3 separate regions of the Mus musculus genome follow, and all the other regions are linked to region 3. The links are chromatin contacts, called in public HiCAR-type and promoter capture Hi-C maps. All regions are on one chromosome and are shown on one strand. Each heading gives the region's core, a stretch centred on a gene start, on an enhancer-like site or on the middle of the called end of the contact. The rest is flanking DNA. Distances are from core to core; before and after follow the strand shown.

Region 1 (4,464 bases), core at 942-3,441, 1.5 Mb before region 3:
AAAGAGGAAGAGGAGGAAGAACAGTAGGAGGAAGAAGAGGAGGAAGAAGAAAAGGATGAGGAAGAAGAAGAGGAACAGGAAGATGAGGAGGAAGAGAAAGGGGAGGAAGAGGAAAAAGAGGAGGAGGCAGAAGAGGAAAAAGAGGAGGAGGAAGAAGAGGAAAAAGAGGAGGAAGAAGAGGAAAAAGAGAAGGAAGAGGAAGAGGAAGAAGAGGAAAAGGAGGAGGAAAAGGAAAAAGGAGGAAAAAGAAGAGGAGGAAGAAGAAAAAGAGGAGGAGGAAGAAGAAGAGGAGGAGGAGCAAGAGGAAGGGAAGACCCTAGTCACAGGTAAGGATGGGAAGGTGGTAGAGTCACAAATCTCCTGGGCTGTGGCAAGGTGGGTGTCAAGAAGAGTGAGGGCATTTGTTTCTGAATTTGCCTGTCTCTAGAGCCTGAGCCACACAGAAGTGCTGCCTGGAGGGCTCAGGCACCAAGAGCACCACCTCACCTCGGCAGGAGACACCGGTCCCATCGATGGTCACCTTACACACTGCACACACTGGAGTTTTCTTCCGGAAAACCTTCTCCCGGAAGCTGTGTGGTTCTGCTTTCCTCGGCTGCGGGTGGGATGACAGACAAATAGGGGTATGTGTTCCTAGTGGGCTCATCTCCAAGGCTGGGCAGGGACCTTTCCTTAGAGCGATGCTGCTTCCCTCTCTTCCAGCCAAAAGTCTGTGAACTCTAAGGCACACTTGGCCACAGCTGTTTCAGGGTAGTCATGAGGCCTGTCCTCTACAGGGCTTGGAATGTGACCCCTTGCGTCACCTTGGCTGGGTCAACTCCTCCCTAAGGGTTCACTCAGGACTTCTCACGTGGCGGAGCTATGTGATGTCCTTGTCACACACACCCCCACTTCCAATGTGAGGGCTTTCTGAATCTTGGCAGAGTGGGGGGTCTGACTCTCCTCCCATCTTGCCCTCCCCACAAGAGGCTTGTATACTGTGAGCTGACGGCCAGGACACACAAGCACTATCACATAATACCCAGACTGACTGCAGCCAGTTCTGAGCCCCTGGCTCTCAGTGTCCCCAAGCTCCAGGCAGCTAATATGACCCCCTCCCCCACGGTCAGAACAACATGTTTACTCTCTGTGCACTGAGGCGGCAGGCAGCAATTGTCTAAGACGTTCGCTCGGAAGGAGGAATAGCAGTGGGGACACACAGGCAGCTGCCTCGCTGCCTCTGCATGTTATGACAGGGGTGGCCAGGTTCTCCGGATGCCCCCTCCCCACCCAGAGGTAGTGAGGTCAGTGGCTGGCTGGGCTGCCACCAGTTGTCCAGGTCCCCCTTAGTCCCTACTCACTGCAAGTTTTCACTGCAGTTCTGACCCCTCCCACCCCAGTTCATCCCTCCTATCTAGAGTCTGTGGACAATCTCCCTCACTCCTCCCACCACTCCACTGCACATTCTTCACCGCTGTGTGTTCAAGCTCCCGCTGTCCCCTCCTCTCCCTGGATCTGCCCACCGTAGTGTGAAGAGGAGAATAACATGGGAGCAGCGTTGGTCCCTTAACGACTGGGGGCGAGACCCACCAGGACACTTGGACGCACTTGTGGATGATGACGTCGTGTGCAGATGACGTCAGTAGAAGGCACCCTCCCTTCCCTCATTGCCTTCTTCCCATACCTTTTCCCTCAAGCTTCCCCCGGAGGTCAGGGCTTGAGCTCTTAGCTGAACCCTCGGGGCCTATCCAGGCTCAAGCCAGGAAATACACAGAGAAGTCAAAACAGATGCTAGAATCACACTGCTACCCTACCCTAGCCACCTCAGGGGGTCAGGCGAAAGAAAGAGGAGGGGGATGCTGAGCCAGCCAGGAGAAGAGGCTGAAACTAGGAAGAGGGTCTGGTCTGGCCTGAATCCTGGCCCTCCCGCCTTGTCCGCACCTCCACCCTGCCCCACCTTTGCCCAGCTGGTGGGCACTCCTACCCTGCTGGTGGCCCGGCTGCTGTCCCTCCTCCCCAGGGCTCTGAGCAACCTTTCCACAGGGCCGCTGGACTTCATGGTGTCTGGCTGGCTGGACTCTTGGCTGCAGGGCCTGAACAATGCTGGGGCCTGGCCTGGGGCTTCCTGGAAGCAGCCTGCCGAGGCAGCCGCTTCCCTTGGGTGGAGGGGAGGCTGTCTGGCTGGTGTGTGGAGAAGCCTGGCCCTGGAAGTGGAGGGAAGTGCAGGCGGGAAGGGGGCAGGTCGCTGCTCCAGGAAGTGGGGTGGGGGAGGATGTGGGGGAGGCCAGGAGATCAGATTCCCAGGATCTACCCTGCTGGGAGTGTCAGCCTAAGATCTCTGGCTCTCCCCATCTCTGGAGCTGCCTCCCACCCAGTGGGCCACTGTGTGCAGGGGGTCTGCAGTCCTGAGATCCAGCCCTGGAATCAGCCAGTGGCACAGGGTGGGAATTCAGGTCTCAGGGCAGGGCTCAAGGGCCAGTGGAGAACACTGTGTCCCCGGCCAGTCTCTAGCCTGAACCCTCATGCTCCCTTGGGATTTCCTGTGGGAAGGGAGTGTTGCTGGGAACCAGTACCCCTGACAGCCCAGCACTCCACATCCTCAGGGTGAAAGAAAGTTAGGGATGAGGGCTAACTTCCCTGTCAGACGGGAGAAGGATCTTATAGTACCCTCCTCAACGCCAAGTTCCAGCGGGAAGGGCTAAGGGCTTACAGGAATGGTCCATCTTGCTGTAACCCAAAGCACTGGAGGTTCCTCCTGAACACCCCAGCTGCTCCTCTCCAGATACAACCCACAGTTCCTGGCTTAGCTCCCAGATCCTGCACCTGAGGTTCTACTGGGGACCCCACCCGCCCACCAGAATCTGAGCGCTACCTTCATGGCTCTTCTGGCCTGTCTCTCCTTCCTCTGTGGCTGTCACTGGACCCGAGGACTGGACAGGAGGCCCCCTCCCAACACATACTCCACCCTCTCTAGGGCCTCCTGCTTCCCTCCTGGGAATAGGGCCAACTTCCTGTCCCAGGAGTCAAGGGAAGGAGGTGTATGGGGCCCTTGGAAAGGATGGAACAACCTTCCTACAACAAGGGTCAACAGCCTGGGGGTTCCCAGCCCAAGCTCTAGACAGCAGCCTTTGGAATGCTGTAGCTAGCTGTCATTTGAAAGAATGTACACCGTGTCACCCTCATTTGCATGGTATTTACTGAATGTCCCAGTGCAACTCCTCCAGTTCTGGCACCTCTTGCAGGGTCCCACAGGACTCTCCTCTTTCTGCCTCACGCCCATCTGACAGATGAAGGGCTGCTCTAGTCCTCCCCAGGGATCCTTCAGAAGACCTGTCAGACTGAAGAGTCTGAGGCCTCTTCCCGCTGCATGCCTGTTCTCTAGGAAGCCCATCGTTGCCAGTGTACCCTGGCTAGAAGGCCCTGTGAGTGGCAAGGGGTGGGGCACCGTGCTGTAACTGGAGAGGGCCCCTGGCTCTGCAATCCCCACCTGAGTTCTGGCTGTGTCCCAGGACATTCCAGGCCGATGGCCAGGTGGGCAACCGGGGCTGTCCTGATTCCGCACCCAGCCCTGCTGGGGAAGATGGATCACTGCAGCGCCTCCCCTGATCAATTTTTTTTCCCCTCTGCTCCTATGGTACATGGGCCTACATCTGCAACCTCTGGTGGGACTGAAAGTCTTTTCCTCTGGAACAGGTTCCCAAACAGCCTCTGCCCTCACTGAACTTACACTGCCCACCTAGATCTAGAAAGTTAAGTGTCTAGTTGGCTCTGCGCGTCCCCACCGCAGGGAGTGTGGAGTATTTCTGAAAGTAGCTGAGGGCAAACAGTGCCTGAGGAATGGCAGCATTACCAGATCCTCACCTCCCACCTCCTGCCTGGAATATTCCAGAGCTCTTTTGATTCTCCCCAGCCGGGCCCCCTCTCACTCTGAAGCCTTGGGTTTGTTTGGAGAAACCCCTCCACCCACCCACACACCCCTCCTTCCTGGAAATAGCTGTGGTTGGATGAGAGGCCCGGAGCCGGGCCACAGAGGAGTGAGGCCCAGTAAAGGAGGGAGGGGAAGGGAGGTAGGATTCAAGGGTGTGTCTAGAGGGACCTAGGGGGTATCTAGGTAGGGCAGAAGTAGAAAAGGGTTAAAAGGAGAAATCAGCTTCATCTGTGTCTGCATTCTGCCTCAGTGTCTCAGATAGAGAAAACAGAGAGGAAAAAGTTTGCATGCACTCTGCCAGGCCAGGGCCGCAACATTGATGCCAGCTGCCGCGGGCATCTTGTGTTCAAAGTGCGCTTGTGGCTCGAGCTAGAGAGGTACGCAGAGAGTGGCCTGAGCCAACAGTAGTGCACAGTGGGACGCAGGAAGGCGTGGCGGCCTGAGCTAGGTCCACAGCCGCGCCCCGCCCCCTGGTCACCTCTAGTATCTTCAACTGTCCCCTAGCTCACCGAGACCCGGAGGGGAGGGCACGGGCCGCGCCCAATGCTCCCGGACCC
Region 2 (4,771 bases), core at 1,663-4,162, 1.5 Mb before region 3:
GGCTGTGGGCATTTGTGTATGTGTTTCCACATGTGTGTACATATTGCATGTATGTGTGTGTGTGCATGTGTGTGCCTGTGTGTGTTTAGAGAGACAGGGTGATCAGGAGAGAAGAAGGGAGGCTGAAGGCAGGGTCATGTCAAGGCTGGCAAAGGGGCCTTGCATTCAGCTAGAGGAACACTGTCTTGGGACCCTCACTCACTTGCTTGTAGAATCTGGGGCAGCGGAGGGAAGAGGTCTGTCTTGTTTGGGGTAAGCTTGCATAGCCTCCCATAGGGCCCGATCCAACAGCTCTGCCAACTCTCTCTGTGCTTGCTCCAGAAACTGTGTCTTCACAGCCTATGGGACAAAGCCAGGCAAGAGCCCATTGTCCTTCCTGTCAGCCGTTCCTTTCTTTCACACTTTATTGAGCTTCTCTCTGAACCTTGCACGTTAAGTGCTGGGGAGCTAAGCATGGCGCCTGAGCTGCCCCAACTTCTGTCTCCTTCCTAGAGCATCAGTGAGAATAAAGAGCCATAGCAGGAGCAAACACCTGTGGTCCAGCTGTTCAGGAGGCTGAGCAGGAGAGTGGCGATTTTGAGCCCAGCTCAATGACAGCAGGGGAGAGGCTGTTAGTCAGGTGGCCTCCAGTCCTCAATCATTGACCTCTGAACTGTGACCTCACTAGCAGGAAGATCTCACCAGCTGGCTGTGGTTCTTGCCCAAAGGCCACTGTTTTTTTTTGTTTTTTTTTTTTTGTTTGTTTTTTTGTTTTTTTGGTTTTTGGAGACAGGCTTTCTTCGTGTAGCCCTGCCCTCAGACTCACAGACTTTCGACTGCCTCTGCCTCCCAGGTCCTGGGTTTAAAGTCATGTGTCACCACCGCCCAGCTAGCCCAGTTCTTTTTTTTTTTTTTTTTTTTTTTTTGGTTTTTGGTTTTTGAAGACAGGGTTTCTTTGTGTAGCCCTGGCTGTCCTGGAACTCACTCTGTAGACCAGGCTGGCCTCGAACTCAGAAATCCACCTGCCTCTGCCTCTGCTTCCCAAGTGCTGGGATTAAAGGCATGCGCCACCACACCCGGCTCAAGCCCAGTTCTTTTTAATTTATAGTTGTAAGCAAACCTAACAGATTATTTATCTTAAGTGTGTGTGTGTGGGGAACGCCAGGGCCAAGAAGTGGGAGTGGGTGGGTGGGGGAGCAGGGCAGGGGGAGGGTATAGGGGACTTTCAGGATAGCATCTGAAATGTAAATGAAAAAATATCTAATAAAAATTGAAAAAAAATTGTGGATAGGGGAAAGAAATCTAGGTTGGCATTATCCAAACAATGTTACCAGACAATTTAAGTGAGGTTTTTGAATATTTATACAAAAGCTGCGGCTGCTAAGATATTCCAGTGGGTAAAATAATTTACTATGTAAACCTTGTGACTTGATTTTGATCATGAACTCACAGTGGAAGGAGAGAGCTGACTTCTAAAAATTACACAGACATATACAGACACACAGATACACACAGACATACACACACACAGACAGATACACACATACAGACACACACAGAGACAGATACACGCATACAGACACACACAGACATATACACACAGACACACACACACACACGCAGAGAGATACACAGATGCACACAGAGGAATGCACAGACACACACAGACAGACACACATAGACACAGTACTACTACTACTACTACTACTAATAATAATAATAATAATAATAGGGCTAGAGAGATGGCTCAGTGGTTAAGAGCACTGACTGCTCTTCCAGAGGTCCTGAGTTCAATTCCCAGCAGTGGCTCACAACCATCTGTAATGGAATCTGATGCCCTCTTCTGGTGTGTCTGAAGACAGCTACAGTGTATCATATACATTAAATAAATAAATAAATAAATAAATAAATAAATAAATAAATCTTAGATAAATAATGATTGGGGGGGTTTGTTTGTTTGTTTGTTTGTTGAGACAGGGTTTCTCTGTGTCGCCCTGGCTGTCCTGGAACTCACTCTGTAGACCAGGCCTGCCTCTGTCTCCCAAGTGCTAGGATTAAAGGCATGTACCACAACTGCCTTGGCTACTTTTTATTTCTTAGACAGGGTTTTCTGTAGCCCAATCTGGTTTGGATGTTATTGTGTGGCCAAGGGTGACCTCAAACTACGGATCACCTGGTCTCTACTTCCCAAGTGCTAGGATTACAGCTGTATGCCATCACACCAGTTGCCATCACACCAGTTGCCATCACACCAGTTTTATGTGGTGCTGCGCATCAGGTAGATTGGCACTCTACAAGTTTAGCCACATCCCCAGCCTGTCCTTTATGACTGCCGTGATCCCTCACCTCCATATGTCGAGTCCATTGCACCAAGTCTGGGGTTCCGTGTGTCCTTGCGTTCCCTAGGAGGAAGAACCAAAGGGGACTCACTAGGGAGGAGTTAGGTGTTCTGTGTGCTCACAGCCTCCGTTCCCAGTCAATATTTAGAATCGTGGGTAGAGCCACTAGCCAGGGAAGTGACACACACAGTGGCGAGAAAGAGCCTGATGCAATTGCTGGAAACAGGGGACCCAAAACAAGGAAGTACTCCATTCACCCCTAATGAAGGCCAAACCACGCTCTGAACATTTCTCCATTGCCAGTCCGCGTGCTGGGGGGAAAAGGGCAGAAACTGCCTTCTCTGGCTTCCCAGAACAGCCAGAGGAAAGGAAGTGGCCTTAGCGGCTAGCTCTTACACACACCCATCTCAGGCCCGCCTGAGTGTCTGGAGCGTGGGGGATGGGAGGGCGGCTCACCTTCTCCTCCACGGGCTCCCTTCTCCTGCTCCTCTCCCAGCCCTTCTCTCCTCCGAAGCTGGGGCACCTTTGGCTGCATGGTGCCAGTGTAGAGCGGACAGCACACAGCTGTTGTCTGTCTTCTTCCTTTCTTTCTTTCTCAATCTACCTACAGAGCTTGTGTCCCACTCAGAGATCTGACAACTCCAGGGACTAAAGTCCTTTCCGGAGCCCCGTTGAGGGTTAGATAGGTTATCTGCAGGCAGTGTTTCTCATACTCTGGCCCTGCCTGTGGCTTTCACAGCTCTCTCACCACAACCACTATGATCAGCTTCACGCTATTGCTATTTCACTTTCGGGAGTGAGTCTGTGCATCAGGTTGTGAGGGGGACTTTGCTTCCCCGAGGCTTATCACATAGCTTGGCTCTTCCTGGCTCTCTCTACCAAGACTGAAGGTCAGGGAGGGACCAGAAACATCTTCGTGTACCTTGTAGTCATTTTTCTGAGGGCACAGGATGAGGCCTGTAGTGACATGTGTGTGCAACAATATTTTTGTCAGGAGCTCTATTTGTGTCATGTGTGATGGTCGAGGCCCCTCAGTGTCAGCTCTTCCCTACACCTTGGGTTACCACATAAGCAGAAAGGGCAGACACACACTTATTCAACAGTAAATAGCGCCAGGGGTTGCCTTGCCTACCTATGTAACTTCAGGAAAGTGGACCAAACTTTTTAAGCTTCTTCTGAAAAAAAAAAAAAATTATGGGACAAAATGTCCCTACGTCATCAGGTGATTGCCAGCACAAATAAGGTAGTCTGGAGGTAGTCTGGATAAACCATACAGAGCCTGAGCACATTTGTTTCTTTCTGGTAGGCAGTAGGGCAGGTGAGTGCCTTGGGAGTTCCACTTTGGCAAATTCCTGCTGGGGATTAACTATTAATCCTCCTCCTCCATCAGTCCAGAGGTCAGTGATAGAAGCAAGATTGTAATCACTGTGATCTCGGACTGAGGCCAGGATCTCAGTCAGTCCCACAAGGGAGCTCCGGGTGGGTATCCGGGTGAGGATAAAGAAAGGGCTTGCTGCCTGTGGCAGTGGCAGTCTACTGTATTCCAAGGGCAATGGAAGAGGCTGGCTGTGCTCTGCAGGGAAGGTAGAAACACTATGACCAATGGGAGACAGTGAGCACGAGGCCCCAGATCTGAATGAGACAGACGCAGAGACGTAAGCCAGAGACACCCCCCCAATACTGTTTTATTAGTACACAAGCCAACAGCAATCTTTCTAACTAGCTGTGTAAAGGCCCAAGGGTGACAGGGACAATGGGGTGGGGCGTGAAGGTGGGTCTTGGGGCACAGAGTTATTCATTGCTTCACATACAGCTCAAATGACAGCCCCCTGTTCCTGCTGGCGTCCTGGAGGCTCCCTCGGGGCTTCACCCACTGCTCCTGGCAGAGCACTGAGTGCTTCCTTGACCATCTGGAGACACTGGCAAAGGCTGGCCCATCGGATCCACACACCAGCAGGGGCCACGGCGATTCCCCTGCGAGGAACGACACTGGGGAGAGAGGTGCAGGTCAGGGTGAGGTCCAGGCTTTGAGCAGGAAAGCATCTGAGAGCTCTTAGTTGCTTTACCTACTGAATAGGGCCCACTCTGCTAGGCCAGAGCAATAGCTTTCAAAATGCAGTTTCTGTCAACAGCCCAACATCACTTATGTTAGAAACTTGTGTTCACAGGCTAGCCCAGACCTACTGAGTCACAAAATGCAGAAGGGGCTCCACCAGCACCAGCTCAGACGCCTCCAGGTGATTCCCCAGGGCTCCCATTTGAGGCCACCACAAGGCCTTATCCTAGAAGAGACTTTAAGTCTCCCATTGCAATTGTTGGCCTTTGTTTTTCTTTCAGATCACGCTAGAGATGGAGCCCACAGTACTGCTAAGCAGAGCTTTGCCAACGAGCTATAAACTTCTTTTCATTTTACATTTTGTTTTGAGACAGAGGCTCGTGAAATTTCCCAGGCT
Region 3 (4,517 bases), core at 1,666-4,165:
GTCATTTGGTGGGTGTGTACATGGGAGGAGACTCATACAACAGTGCAGTACTATGATGGACTGTTTATTGTACATCAATTATGTCCTGAGCTGGGGCTGGTGAGATGGCTCAGTGGGTAAGAGCACCCGACTGCTCTTCCGAAGGTCAAGTTCAAATCCCAGCAAAAAAGGAGTTCAAATCCCAGCAACCACATGGTGGCTCACAACCATCCGTAACAAAATCTGACTCCCTCTTCTGGAGTGTCTGAAGACAGCAACAGTGTACTTACATATAATAAATAAATTAATTATAAAAAAAAAAAAAAAAAAAAAAAATTATGTCCTGAGCTACAAACACCAATTCTAGAGGGCCCACAGTCCCCTAACGCAGGACACAGAATTTGAGGCACATACAGGATTTTCCAGTAAGTGTGTCCACATAGGAGCTGGGGTTCTGTGTTTATATCTGGGAGTAATTTTTCCATTCTACTTTTGTGTACAGTATACTGTCCAGCACAGGGAGAGGCTGGTAACCGAGTTATTTTTTCATCCATCAAGAAAATGCTTCCGTGATCAATACTTCCCCAAACCCTTTTGAGTGCAGATGAGCCTGTCTCTACCCAGCACAGGCCTCTGGAGGACAGTCCTTCCTGACCCTGTGATGAACATATAGGTTCACACACAGTGGCCCGGGATAAGCAAGCAAGCAAGCAAGCACACACGGTGATGGAGGGTCCATGTCGGGGCACAGCTTCCTGTACCCAAACCCTTAGGAATCATCATCTTCCGAAATCAAGCCCTCTTTTTCTCACTTTGAAAGACTGCCCTTCACAGCTCTCTATACAGTAGTCCTGGGAGGGTGCCTCCCGAGAGATTTTCAAATAACCCCACTGCCGGCTCTGCCCGTTCTAGCTCTCCCCCAGGCACTCCCTCCTGTGGCAGTCAGGATCACTACTCCAGGCTAACTAGGGTGTCATGGAAGGGTAAGAACGGGCTGGGAATAGAGGCACCTCTGCTCCAGGTCCACCATCTGACAAACCCTCAGGCTGCACGGGCACTTGAGTTGGTAGCATGCTTGTCTAACATCCTCGGAGGCCTGGATTTGATTCCCCAGCACTACATAAACCAGGCAGGTGGGCAGACACCTACCTGCCAAGATCAGTCCTCGGAGGTGGGAGGACCAGAACTTCAAGGTCAGCTTTTGCTATGTGATACAGGTGCTGCTGTCTTTAAAAAAAAAGTCTGGAGAAACCCAGTTCAAGCCTTTTGCTTATGGGGTTTGCTTTGTCTTTGTCTCTCCCCCCCCCAATAAAATGGGAACTCTTTGGGGGAGTAGGCCATGTCCAAGTTGTAGGACTTCCTGTCTGATGGGGGTGGGGGGTAAGTCAGTAACTGCTACAACAGAGGCACAGCTAGAGTGGAAAATGCACTACGCTGTGAACATGGTACTTTACTGCGATCCCAAGGAAGCATCCAAGGGGGAAGGAAAGGGCCCACATGCTTGGGTAGTGTGGACAGTCTCAGCCGGGAACTGAACAGTTGGCCCAGACATCATCCAGGAAAAAGGCAAGGACACAGAACACGGCCACCCCAGTAGAAGCACAAGGAAGCCAATAAAGCCAGGCGAAGATAAATGTCACCTGTCTCTTGTCTGCCCTGAGGTCCCTAGAGGTCTGTTGACAAAAGCATGGCTGCTTCAGTTTCCGAGGCTTAAGTTTCACTCTTGGAGAAGACTGGCTGTCCATGTGAGACCGTGTCCATCATCGATTCACTTGACTCCTTATGGAGGTCTGACACAGACGCATCCTGAGTCCCTGCTCCCCAGACTCTGGACAGTGTTGACAGGCTGCGTCTGGGTATAGACTGGGTGTCATGTGCCAACCTGTCGTGCCAGCAATACCAAAGCTGAGGCAGTGGGTCCTAACCTGAGGCCAGCTTGTGGTTTCTGGGAAACTCAGTTGTTAGCTTTACAAGGCAGTTAGGTATCTTCACTGACTAAGCTTTCTCATCAGCCCCAGCAAAGTTTTAAGTGAGCCTGCCGGTGCCGGTGGAGGCCAGAAGAGGGCATCAAGATCTCCTGAAACTGAATCACAGGACGTTGTGAACTACTGGGAGCCTTTCTCCAGCTAACCCCTCTCCCCCCCTCCCCCGCCCCCCAAAGCAACTTTTAAAGGTTATATTTTAAAGAAAAAAAAAAAAAAAGACATGAAAGCCAAGTGTGGTTGGTCAGGTCCGACCCTCAGTGAGCTACCCAGGTAACCTGGCCAGTGTTTTTTGAGCACATTATCATGTGCTAGGTGAGGTTCTAGGCAACTCATTGGAGCTCCGCAATAACCCTAACCCTGAGTTCACACAGCTTTGCCCAAAGAATCAGAAGTAACCTGCGCTAGCTTACACAGCGGGACCACCTCCAGAGCCTGTTATATAGAATTATTGCCTCTTAGTCAACGAGTTCCTCTAGTTAATTTGGGAGCATTTCCTGTCACTGACGTGAGTCCAACTGCTGCTAAAGTACAGCACTGATGAATATTTAAATCAAGGCGCTTGCCTCGGGCTAGGACCAAGGCTGTAAAACGGCCTTACGGGAATTGCCACTTTCAGTCCCCATTTTAGGGATGAGGAAACCGACTACTGAGGTGTTCAGGAATGTGCCCACAGCCACCCAGCTGGCAAGCACTTACGCTGGAGCTTTTAATCCTAAACAGCCCACAGCCACACCTCCTACCCTCTCCACGCTCCACCGCCTCCTGGGAAGGTCGCACGCGGAAGGTCCAGGTGGCCCCGGGAGGTGCTCGGCTAAGTCGCCCCGAAGTCGCGGACTCCAGAGGGCCCACGCGTGACTGAGCTCCCGCGGGACACGCCCCTCGCTCGCCCTACAGCTGGCGCTGCCGACCCCGGCCGAGCCCGGCACGGGGGCGGAGCGGCTCCGGACAGTGGCCTTTCCTCCCGGGGGAACCTGCTGAGGGCGGCCCCGAGCTCCTTCCTGTCCCTCCCACCGCGGTCCGGGCTCGGCGGCCGCTCGGCGCGGGGTCCCGGGCGCGGCTCCGGCGACTCTCGGCCGCTCCCACCCCGGCGAGTTCAAAAGGACGCGCGGCGCCCGGCCCTGCCCGCCCGTCGGACTGGAAAGGTGAGCGCGCTGCGCGGAAGCCCGGAGCCCGCACTCGGCCGCCGCGCGCCTGCGACCTGACCCGCACGGGTACTGCGCGGCTGCAGGGACACTCGACGGCCAGGGCGCGGGCCCGGGGCACGCGGGATCCCCGGGGAGCGGGGCGCACCCAGCGGACGGCTCGGCGGGGCTCCTGGCCCTGGAAGCCCAGGTAATGCAGGTGGCTAAGGGACCCGGATCGCTCATGGGCGCAACCGGGCCGACCCTTGCTTAACTTTCCCAGGCCTGGGGAAAGGGTCACCAACGCCACCCATTCCCCGACCCTGCGACCAGGGTCAGCTCTTGGGGGAAGGATTTGTTTATGGAAGCTGATTAGAACCGAAAGGAAGAGAGTGGATATATCCAGGGGAAGGGACTCGGGGAAAACCTGGCGCCCGAGGCTCTCCTGGGATCTACAAGCCCTGCGACCTCAGGAGCCCGTCCACCTCATTCTTGTCCGTCCTTCTTCCCACAGATCTGACCCTACGAAATAGCCTGCCCTCAGCAACGATGAACAACCTACCGGCCACACCTTCTCCTGAAGGTAGGTGATGAAAGTTATGGAGTAGGGGGGCTGTTTAAGAATTCCCACCCCAGAACAGGTCTTGGAATTCCGCGAGGCCTCACTCAGTGTAGACTGGAAGACTCACCCATCCCCACCCCACTCCACCCCACCCTACCCCTACCAACCCGCTGTCGGGCCTCACGCAGGAAAAAGCTCCAAGAAAACAGAATTCAACTTCAGTGTGCCCTTTTGCGCTATTTTATTCTCAAGTCTGGACCGGACCAATTCCAAGCACTGCGAGTCACCTGGGTTTAGGAAGTTCTTTGATGCCCAAAGGAGCCATTTTTACATTCACCCCAGTAGTTAAGTAAAGGAGAAAGGGAATCTTCTAAAGATAACCGGGAGGACTCGTGATGTCGCTTAATTGGTAGAGAACTTGAGATGAAACCCATTTTGATGGCTTGTGCCTGCAGTCCCTGCAACTTGGGACGTAGAGGCGGGAGTACCAGAAACTCAAGGTTATCCTCAGCTAAATAGTGAATTTAAGTCTAGCCTGGGCTAGAGGGATGTGGGGTGTGTTTAAAAATTCTAGGAGCCAGGTGGTGAATTGAGTCTCACCTTTCCTTTCCTAATCAGGCTGGTTCTGGCGCGCTGACGGATATTTACATATTAATTGGTTTCACCTTGTGCCAGCCTGGGTGTGGGAGGAACTAACTTGTTTTCTTATGTATAGAACAAACGTTCACTTTGAGGGACACTGTTTTTTGCTGATATGAAGTTCGGGGAGGGAGAACCCGGGGAAGGCAAAATCTGAGGCAGTTTCTCCTGGAACTAGTGGAGCACGTGATTCAGACTGCTGCTTGGTGAGAAGTGGTGGGCAAAGAGGAA

Evidence for each region. Promoter capture Hi-C pulls out the DNA fragments that hold promoters and counts their contacts. HiCAR-type assays count read pairs that join an accessible place to other places.
Region 1: a contact with region 3 is called in a HiCAR-type map of astrocytes, with 4 times the contacts expected there. The contact joins the promoter of Tns2 here to the promoter of Smagp in region 3.
Region 2: a contact with region 3 is called in a promoter capture Hi-C map of liver, with 8 times the contacts expected there. The contact joins the promoter of Soat2 here to the promoter of Smagp in region 3. A contact is called at or near these places in 4 of 39 promoter capture datasets (embryonic stem cells, hippocampal neurons, liver and 1 more) and 1 of 115 datasets of contacts at active chromatin or transcription factors (embryonic stem cells).

Annotation. Positions count from the first base shown.
Region 1 is chr15:102,100,661-102,105,124 of GRCm38.p6, reverse strand. Tns2 (tensin 2) reads right to left here and starts at 2,191. Exons shown (of 29, transcript NM_153533.3): 1 at 1,964-2,191; 2 at 487-595. The coding sequence starts at 2,038.
Region 2 is chr15:102,148,716-102,153,486 of GRCm38.p6, reverse strand. Soat2 (sterol O-acyltransferase 2) reads right to left here and starts at 2,912. Exons shown (of 15, transcript NM_146064.1): 1 at 2,775-2,912; 2 at 2,326-2,381; 3 at 203-339. The coding sequence starts at 2,853. It overlaps Igfbp6 (insulin-like growth factor binding protein 6), which reads right to left. Exons shown (of 4, transcript NM_008344.3): 4 at 3,975-4,307. The coding sequence ends at 4,185.
Region 3 is chr15:100,635,338-100,639,854 of GRCm38.p6, reverse strand. Smagp (small cell adhesion glycoprotein) reads left to right here and starts at 2,915. Exons shown (of 4, transcript NM_174992.4): 1 at 2,915-3,296; 2 at 3,600-3,668. The coding sequence starts at 3,635.